Regions from separate parts of the Hordeum vulgare genome. Here regions 1 and 2 are each linked to region 3. The links are chromatin contacts, called in public Hi-C maps. All regions are on one chromosome and are shown on one strand. Each heading gives the region's core, a stretch centred on a gene start, on an enhancer-like site or on the middle of the called end of the contact. The rest is flanking DNA. Distances are from core to core; before and after follow the strand shown.

Region 1 (2,700 bases), core at 133-2,632, 270 kb before region 3:
CCATCATGTCAGAAAAAGAGAGAGAACAAAGTGTCGCTTGAGGCACTAGAAAGAAATCCGCTTGAGGTACTAAAACAAATCGAAATCGGCTTCCATGGCGGTCATCTAAAGTAGACCAGCACAGTTTGTTCATTAAAGCATCTCCAACAGCCGTGTTAAACTAGCGCCGCGTCGAAAAATAATCCGTTTTAACGCAACGCGGCGGGTAGCTCCAGCGGGCGCGAAAAACGGCGCGCGCGGCATGCAGTTCAGCGCGCTGGCTGAAACGCAATCGCGCACCGTTTATTTGCTGCGCCAGCTCCCGCGCGCTGGACTCTCCCGCGCTCGCTCCTTCACTCTCGTGCGCTCGCTCCTCCACTCTCGCGTGCTCGCTCCTCCACTCTCGCGTGCTCGCTCCCCACTTCCACCCCCATCCGGCCGCGCCGTCGCCGCCACTCGCGCCCCCCGACGACCGTTCAGGCGCTTCCCCAGCCTATCCCCGCGCCGCCATCGCCCCCCGGCGACCCTACAGGCGCTTCCCCGGCCTATCTCCGATGCCGCCGCCCGCGCCCCCCGACGACCGTTCAGGCGCTTCCCCGGCCTCCCCGCGCCGCCGCGTTTCCGCCCCACCCCCTCCTAGTTCCGTCGGCCCTCGCGCGCCTCCGTCGTCCGAGGAACAGCGCCCGAGCGCTCGCTGCCGCGCCGCGCCCGTAAGGTGTTCGACAAAACGCCTACAAGGTATGTATTGCTCAAACTTATGAATTTGGTGCATGTTTTGAATTATAGTTTTTATAGTATAGTATTAGACATTGTAGATGAGTTCGTCGTATGATTCTTCCGAAGAAGAATTTGATATGGAAGAGGAAGAGGATTTTGCAATGATCATAGCTATGCATATTAATAAAAAAACCGAAGTACGGTGGTTCGGTTATGGGTCGAGAGAAAATTTGTTTGAGTTGTAATGACTATTTATTGTATTGTATTGTTCATGAACGATAAACTATTTGTTTGAGTTGTAATGACTATTTATTGTATTGTATTGTTCATGAACGATAAACTATTTGTTTGAGTTGTAATGACTATTTATTGTTGATTTATTTTGTTTGTTTGATCATTGTTGCTCCTATTTTTTGAAATGTATATGTAATTTGTGCGTGCTGTGCTCGCTTTATTTTTAGGCGTCCAGCAACGCACGCACGCTGCATTATAACGCGGTCGTTGGAGCCAGCGTCTATCACCACGCTAAATCAGCCAAAGCACGTGCGACAAACATATTTTTTAGATCCGATGCACGGCTGTTGGAGATGCTCTAATATTTTAACGTCAATTTCGATGCTAGTTGGGCAGAGAGCACCGGAAGCACTGCAAGTGCAAGTGCTAGTGCGATGGGAAACACGGGGCTACATATACACCTCCCCTCTTCCCTCCCATTTCCCCCACCCACACACACACCTCCTCGCCAAGAAGTCTGATCTTAGGCCGTCACACGCACCAAACTCCATCAGTTCTCTCCACGACAACTCAAGCTAGCTGAGGATTGTCGAATAGCAGCACAATTTAAGTGATGGCGGTAGGCAACGGCGGCGCCAAGAAAGTGGTGGCGCCAATGGAGGTGTCGGTGGAGGCCGGGAACGGCGGGGACGAGGCATGGATGGACGACGACGGCCGGCCACGCCGCTCCGGCACGTTCTGGACGGCGAGTGCGCACATCATCACGGCCGTCATCGGCTCCGGCGTGCTATCGCTGGCCTGGGCCATCGCGCAGCTCGGTTGGGTGGCCGGCCCCGCTGTCATGCTCCTCTTCGCCGCCGTTATCTACTACACCTCCACCCTGCTCGCCGAGTGCTACCGCACGGGTGACCCGGCCACCGGGAAGCGCAACTACACCTATATGGACGCCGTCCGCTCCAACCTTGGTGGTCCCAAGGTCATCTTCTGCGGTGTCATCCAGTACGCCAATCTCGTCGGCGTCGCCATCGGCTACACTATCGCCTCCTCCATCAGCATGCGGGCCATCAGGAGGGCCGACTGTTTCCATGCCAATGGACACGCCGACCCTTGCAAGAGCTCCAGCAACCCATACATGATCCTCTTCGGCCTCGTGCAGATCGTCTTCTCGCAGATCCCCGACTTCGATCAGATATGGTGGCTATCAATCGTCGCCGCCGTCATGTCCTTCACCTACTCCGGCATTGGACTCTCCCTGGGCATCACCCAAACCATATGTATGTCGTCGGAACTCCAAGCATACCTTTTTTTTTCTTTTTCTTTTTGTCCTCTCAACTTATATACAGTACTTACGTAATAAGTTAGGAAATCCTATACAGTAAAATAAGACGATACTGTAATTGCAGCCAATGGTGGAATCAAGGGCAGCCTCACAGGCATCAGCATCGGCGTCGGTATCACGGCCACGCAGAAGGTGTGGCGCAGCCTGCAGGCATTTGGCGACATCGCCTTCGCCTACTCCTTCTCCAACATCCTCATAGAAATCCAGGTACGTAAAAGCTAGCCATGACCGGCCTGTGCTCTGCTCAACGAGGGTTTTGCTCTGCCTTTGTTGCCGCGGACTGACATATATAAGGGGTGTTTCTCAGGACACGATCAGGGCGCCGCCGCCGTCTGAGGCGAAGGTGATGAAGCAGGCGACGCGGCTAAGCGTGGCGACGACGACAGTGTTCTACATGCTGTGCGGGTGCATGGGGTACGCGGCGTTCGGCG
Region 2 (2,700 bases), core at 26-2,525, 420 kb before region 3:
ATAAGGTCTCCGACCAACCCAGATCAAATACCCAAATCCATTAACATCTTAATTAACTCATCGACACATCCACGCGGGAATCCACCCACCTAACATTTATTCAACAATGCTCTCAGTAACACGGTCAAGTAAATGTGTGGTTGTAACATCAAGGGGATCCGAGGCATCACCCTCGTTGGATTCTGAATGATGTATCCGTCAAGGTGGACTTAGAGGAATCACCCTCGAGGGTCTCATACTTGAGGGGTTGCACGACAGAGTCATCGTCGGGAGTGGTGAAGGAGGAATCACCCTCGATAACCACGGCCGACTAGCTACACTACAGAGGTATCATCATGAGTACTTGGCGAGGTGTCACCCTCGGTACCCGATAGTAGCTCTGCAGCGTCGTATAGCTAAGGGGTGTAAGTGTTGTGTCGGGTCTTGGCTCGTCGATGAGGGATTGAGACTTGGTGAAAAAGCGGGGGCAACTGGACTAAGGGTCAGAGGGGATAACTGCTCCACCTATAATAAACAGTTTTAAGGTGTAGTAATGAAAGTAGCAGTTCATCAAAATTAGGCTATGCATTAGATATAGGAGTTAACTACAATAGTAGCAAAATTCTAATGCAAGCATGGGGGAGAAAGAAATGGGCGATATAGGAATGATCGAGGGGGTTTGCTTGCCTTGTTGCTCTGTGGCAAAGGGCTGATCATCAAGGGCGTAGTCGTACTCGGCAACAGCGTCACTCTCGGAGCCTACTGGAGAGAAGAGGGGGAAGAAACAATAAATACAAGCAAACAGATGCAGCACGATGCATGACATGGCAATACTCAGTGCTAGGGGTGGTCTAACGCAGTACTAAACGTTACAGACGAAGCGGGAAAATATCTCACGATATTTCCCGGGTCTTCGGATTTATTGGACAAAATATCCAAAGGGGGAAAGTTCCATGTTCATCAGGCTAGAGGCATGTGACAGATGAACGGGTAGCATAATTGGACTCATGGGATTTTTCTGACCAACTTTCATATATAAATTATTTTCATCCGACTTACGGTTTATTTTCTATTATTTTCAAAGTTTTAAATATTTTTTCAAATTTCCTGTAATTATTATTATTAAAAAATATGAAGTATGTGGTATGTGCACCCGGTCCAGTGCACCCACAGAGGTACCAAAGACTGACCGGTGGGGCCACTCAACTACTGACGCATGAGTTGACTGGTCAATAGTTGACTGGTCAACGGGCCCAGCGGGACCCATGTGTCAAGGTCACAAAGGAGGATATCCAATTGACCCTGGTGTTATTTTGCCTAACGTAATGGCCTCGGGCCCATCTGTCAGTGCGGGATTAGCCCTGTGGTTAGGTGGCTAATGGTTGGGCCCCACTGGTGAGCGACACACCGACGTTTTGAACGCGGTGGCGCACCGGCGGCAGCCACAACAACGACGGCGAGGCTCGGAAATCGTCTACGGTGGACCAAATCACGTGATTCTTGATGCGTTCGCGAGCTGGTGCTCTCGCCGATCCATTTCGGCCATGTGGAGGAGTTGGGGTGACCTGTGGCATCGTCGACGCCATGTTTGGCGGACGATGGTTCGGGCGAGTGGCGAGACAACAGCTATAGCGCGTGGGTGTCGTATCTACTGCTTGGGACCGACGCAGAGGAGCCCCTGGAGCATGCAAGTTGCACGCAGGGGATGCCAAAGGCATGCACGGCACGAGCACATCCGGAATGGAGGACGGTAGAGCTCGGTCACGGTGGCGGCTAGCTACAGGGGCTACGGGAGGGCAAAGAGGGAGAGAAAGACGCAGGGGGTCTCACTAACGTTGACAGGAAGGCCCAGTGAACGAGCTCGGAGAGAAGGGATTGACGGCGTTGAGCTCTCGGGTCCGAGGTTGAAGAACAGGAACGGGGCAAAGCTGCGTCGTGCTCCGGTTCGATCCAGAGCTCAAGGAGGTCGAGGCAGGCCCTGCGGTGCTCCTGGACTTGACGGAGAGGGACAAGGAGGACGATAGCCACGGCGGAGGGAGGCGGATGAGGGGCCGGCTGTGGAGGTGCTCGGCCGAAGGGCGGAGCGCATATGGCTGGGGGCCCTAGTGGGTGTGGGGTCTAAGGGTGGTTCGGGGGTTGCTTCGGTGGTGGGCGCTGGGGTGAGTGAGCGGGCAAGGAGGGCTCGCTCGTGGGGGCTTCGGTGGGACTAGTAGCGATGGGCGTTACGAGGGGAGGGGCTCGTGAGCGAGCGAGGGAGGTAACGAGGGGTGAGAACGAGGGCGGGGCTCTGGTGGGTGGCGCTAGGGAGGGCTCGAGGGGCAGAGAGGATCCCCTCATGGGCTGTGGCGGCTCGGTGGGGAGGGAGTGAGGCTGGGGGAGCTGGTTAGGTTTAGGTGGGGGGTTTTATACCCCCCAAGGCTAGTGGGTTGGTTGTGGCTGGCTAGGTGGTTTTATTTTCTTTTTCTTTTTTTAATTTTTTTATCCACTTTCCTTTTTTCTTTTCTTTTTAAAACAAGAGTATTTTAGTGTTATACAATATATAACTTGCACCATTAATTATAATGCATTAATAGGCCTCAAAAGAAGGTTTGTGATTTAATTGAAGCAGTTGGGAATTGATATAACTTATAAGCACTGAAAATATTGTTTAGGCCTCTGTTTTAATTATTTTGAGGCACTTAGACACTCTCAAAAATGTTGGTTTCAATATTGACAAACACT
Region 3 (2,700 bases), core at 35-2,534:
GCCACGCGGCCCTGACGCGGACGAGCGCGCGTCCGTTTGTTGTTCGTCGCGACCCAAACCCCGCGCAAGTTTGTGCTCGAAATGGGTCGACCTAGACACAAAACGGACAGGTTGGGTCCGGACGGTCTCGCGTTGGGCCGACCGGTTTGCCCCTTTTACCCCAAACGGACGGGGCCGGACAGGATAGGGTTGCGCGATGGAGTTAGCCTAACCAACCCATGCCAATTGATTTGAGCACAAGATGTTGCATGATGTGCAAGCGCCCGCTGCGTGCGGTCTAGGCTGGTCGCCGAGCCACTTCGTACGTGCGTGTTGGCTGCCATCAAGCTCCCTCATGTGCATGTATGTAGCTAGCTGCCGAGCTCTGGCATGCATGCGTCAGCTGACTATCCCACCCCACGTGTGTGTGTAGCTGGCTGCCGAGCTCCCTCATGCATGTAAACCTAGGAATGGTTATTAGAAAACCGGATGTAACGGTTCGGTTATTACTTTGGGTTTGATTGGTTTAGGTTTTATTGGGTTGAGCTTTTTTAGTTTGCTTTTGGTTTGGATATGTGAAGAAACCAATTTAGGTATAGTTGGTTGTGAGTTTAAACAGTTTGGTTATAAACGGTTATAAACTATGGGTACAAACCGGTTTCTAGACATTGGTTATGTGTAATAACCAACGATGATCGAGAACAAATATCTTTAATCCACATACATGTTGTAATGCACTGTGTAATTATGTATTATGGGGAAATACCACATAAAAATTGAAAGTGTTTGCTTGTGCTTTGGCTAAGTAATTTTGTTTTAATACACTTGTTAGTGAGCTATTCAGGCGTGGGCATTTTTTTGCCTTTTGTTGTGTGTTGATTGTATCTCAAGGATAAGTTTATTTTCAAACTGTTATAGATGCACTTATGCCTTTTCTATCTCATTTACTTCTTAACTTGTCAATTCATGCAATTATATGTACATTAAAGTAAATCCATAGTTACGTATTGGGTTTTAAACACACGGTTATGTATTGGTTTAAGTTGGTTTGGGTAAAAAAATAATGGGTTTAGTTTTGGTTGGGCTGAGAATGCCATTAAATGGGTATGGTATGTTTTTAAGGGATAAATATATGAATATGGTTTAAATATGGTTCAAGTATGAAACCATTCTCATATTTACATGCATGCGTCGTCAGTTGGCCGCCTCGAGGCCGGAGCTCGCGCGCCCACGGTCGGTTCGAGGCCAGAGCTCGCGCGCCCCACCCGGGGCTCCTGCCCACGGCCACTCCGAGGCCGGAGCTCGCGCGCCCGCTAGCTGGCCAAGACTGCTCGCCTCCGTGGCATGTGTGCGTGCCCAGCTCGTCCGCAAACCTTTAGCGGTCCGTATTTGATGATTTCGTTTCTTTGGTTTCACTAGTCACGTCTAAAACATTGATGAAATGTGTTAACACGTGTAAACTTAAAATGATTCCTTCGTTCGCTCGAAATGACAGATTCCTAGCTAACTAGCTATCTAATGAGCTTTGCCAACATGATTAGCATGTAAACTAAGCGCGCGCACACACTGGTCAGCCTCTCTCAAAGTCTCATGTGACAGGAGCCGTGTGGCTCATGGAGATAACGTCCGGATGCCCCCATGCCGCTCGTCTGGTCACCTTTTTGAGAGAATCTTCGCAAGTCTCGACCGGCCGAGATACGGACGGGACGTCTCACCGACGACGACGACCGATGAGGGTGCTGGCTGGCCACGCTGCTCCCCGGGCCCATATGATGACCGCGATCTTCCGGCTGCGAGCGCACGGCGACCTAAGAGTCAAACACTACGACCACGGTAGTAAGAAAAGTCCACGCATACCTCGTTGGTTGGGCCCACACGATAAACGACCCTCACGGTGGCGGGTCGCCACGACTAGCTTTGAACAACCGTGGATCGAGCCGCCTCGAGTGAACTAATGCTGCGATCGTCCCTCAAAAAAAAAAAAAAACTAATGCTGCGATCGATTCTCCGCTAGGGACCATACACTCGTGGATGTGCAAGTGGCGAAAGAAACGGAGAAGCCGGGTCGTGTAAGCTACCGTAGCCATGTTCTTTCTTCTGGCGTCTTGTTAGCTCTCGATTGAGGTCCCGGCCTACATTTGTTCCCTCCCAAGCAAAATCTGTACGCACTCCAACCACCGTTTCTACGTGTCGTTTTCGACGTGAGAAAACCCTACTCTACTAGCTTATACAAGTTCTCATGGTATATATGCTTAACTTAATTCTTTTTCAAACATAGATGATGAAAGGGAATAGTTAATGCACCCTTGCCATAAGATATACCATAATAAGTTGGGTTTGTGGACTTCATTCACGGCAACACACAACAATACAAGTACAGCATCTCGACACAAGAAAGGATAAACTTTTTAGGCCTCGACATCAGAATTGTTTACATGGCAAAAAGAACAAAACTGAGCTATGGATGAAGACTTTGTGTTCATATTGACTTATAGCACGGCAAAAAAGGCCACACAGTCGCAGTGTTCTGCATGGGCGGGAAATCCGCTACCCATTAGGTCTCGTTTGGCACGGAAGGATCCAGGAGGTTTCGAGAGGAAAATCTCCGGGAGGATCAGAAACCCCACAGAACCTCGAACGTCCATTTGATAAAAGGATTTGCTTAGCCGAATCCCCTTCGATCTCCTTCAATTTCTTTCTATCCATGTGTTTCAAGATTCT

Evidence for each region. Hi-C and Micro-C count contacts between places; a contact is called where the count stands out from the background.
Region 1: a contact with region 3 is called in a Hi-C map of seedling, with 5 times the contacts expected there. The contact joins the promoter of LOC123398065 here to the enhancer-like site in region 3. A contact is called at or near these places in 3 of 6 Hi-C or Micro-C datasets (leaf and seedling) and 1 of 1 datasets of contacts at active chromatin or transcription factors (embryo).
Region 2: a Hi-C map of seedling shows a contact between it and region 3, with 2.2 times the contacts expected there. The contact joins two enhancer-like sites. A contact is called at or near these places in 3 of 6 Hi-C or Micro-C datasets (leaf, seedling and an unstated tissue).

What each region holds. Positions count from the first base shown.
Region 1 is chr5H:245,934,061-245,936,760 of MorexV3_pseudomolecules_assembly, forward strand. It overlaps LOC123398065 (amino acid permease 3-like), which reads left to right and starts at 1,383. Exons shown (of 3, transcript XM_045092574.1): 1 at 1,383-2,204; 2 at 2,334-2,476; 3 at 2,577-2,700. The coding sequence starts at 1,544.
Region 2 is chr5H:245,781,331-245,784,030 of MorexV3_pseudomolecules_assembly, forward strand. No RefSeq gene overlaps it. Among protein-coding and RNA genes, the nearest start is that of LOC123400216, 11 kb to the right of the region's middle. Within about 2 kb of position 1,276, at least 3 of the 3 cell types and tissues checked have open chromatin away from gene starts, as enhancers often do. A contact at or near this core is called in leaf and seedling, where this site is marked.
Region 3 is chr5H:246,199,992-246,202,691 of MorexV3_pseudomolecules_assembly, forward strand. No RefSeq gene overlaps it. Among protein-coding and RNA genes, the nearest start is that of LOC123398065, 270 kb to the left of the region's middle. Within about 2 kb of position 1,285, at least 3 of the 3 cell types and tissues checked have open chromatin away from gene starts, as enhancers often do. A contact at or near this core is called in leaf and seedling, where this site is marked.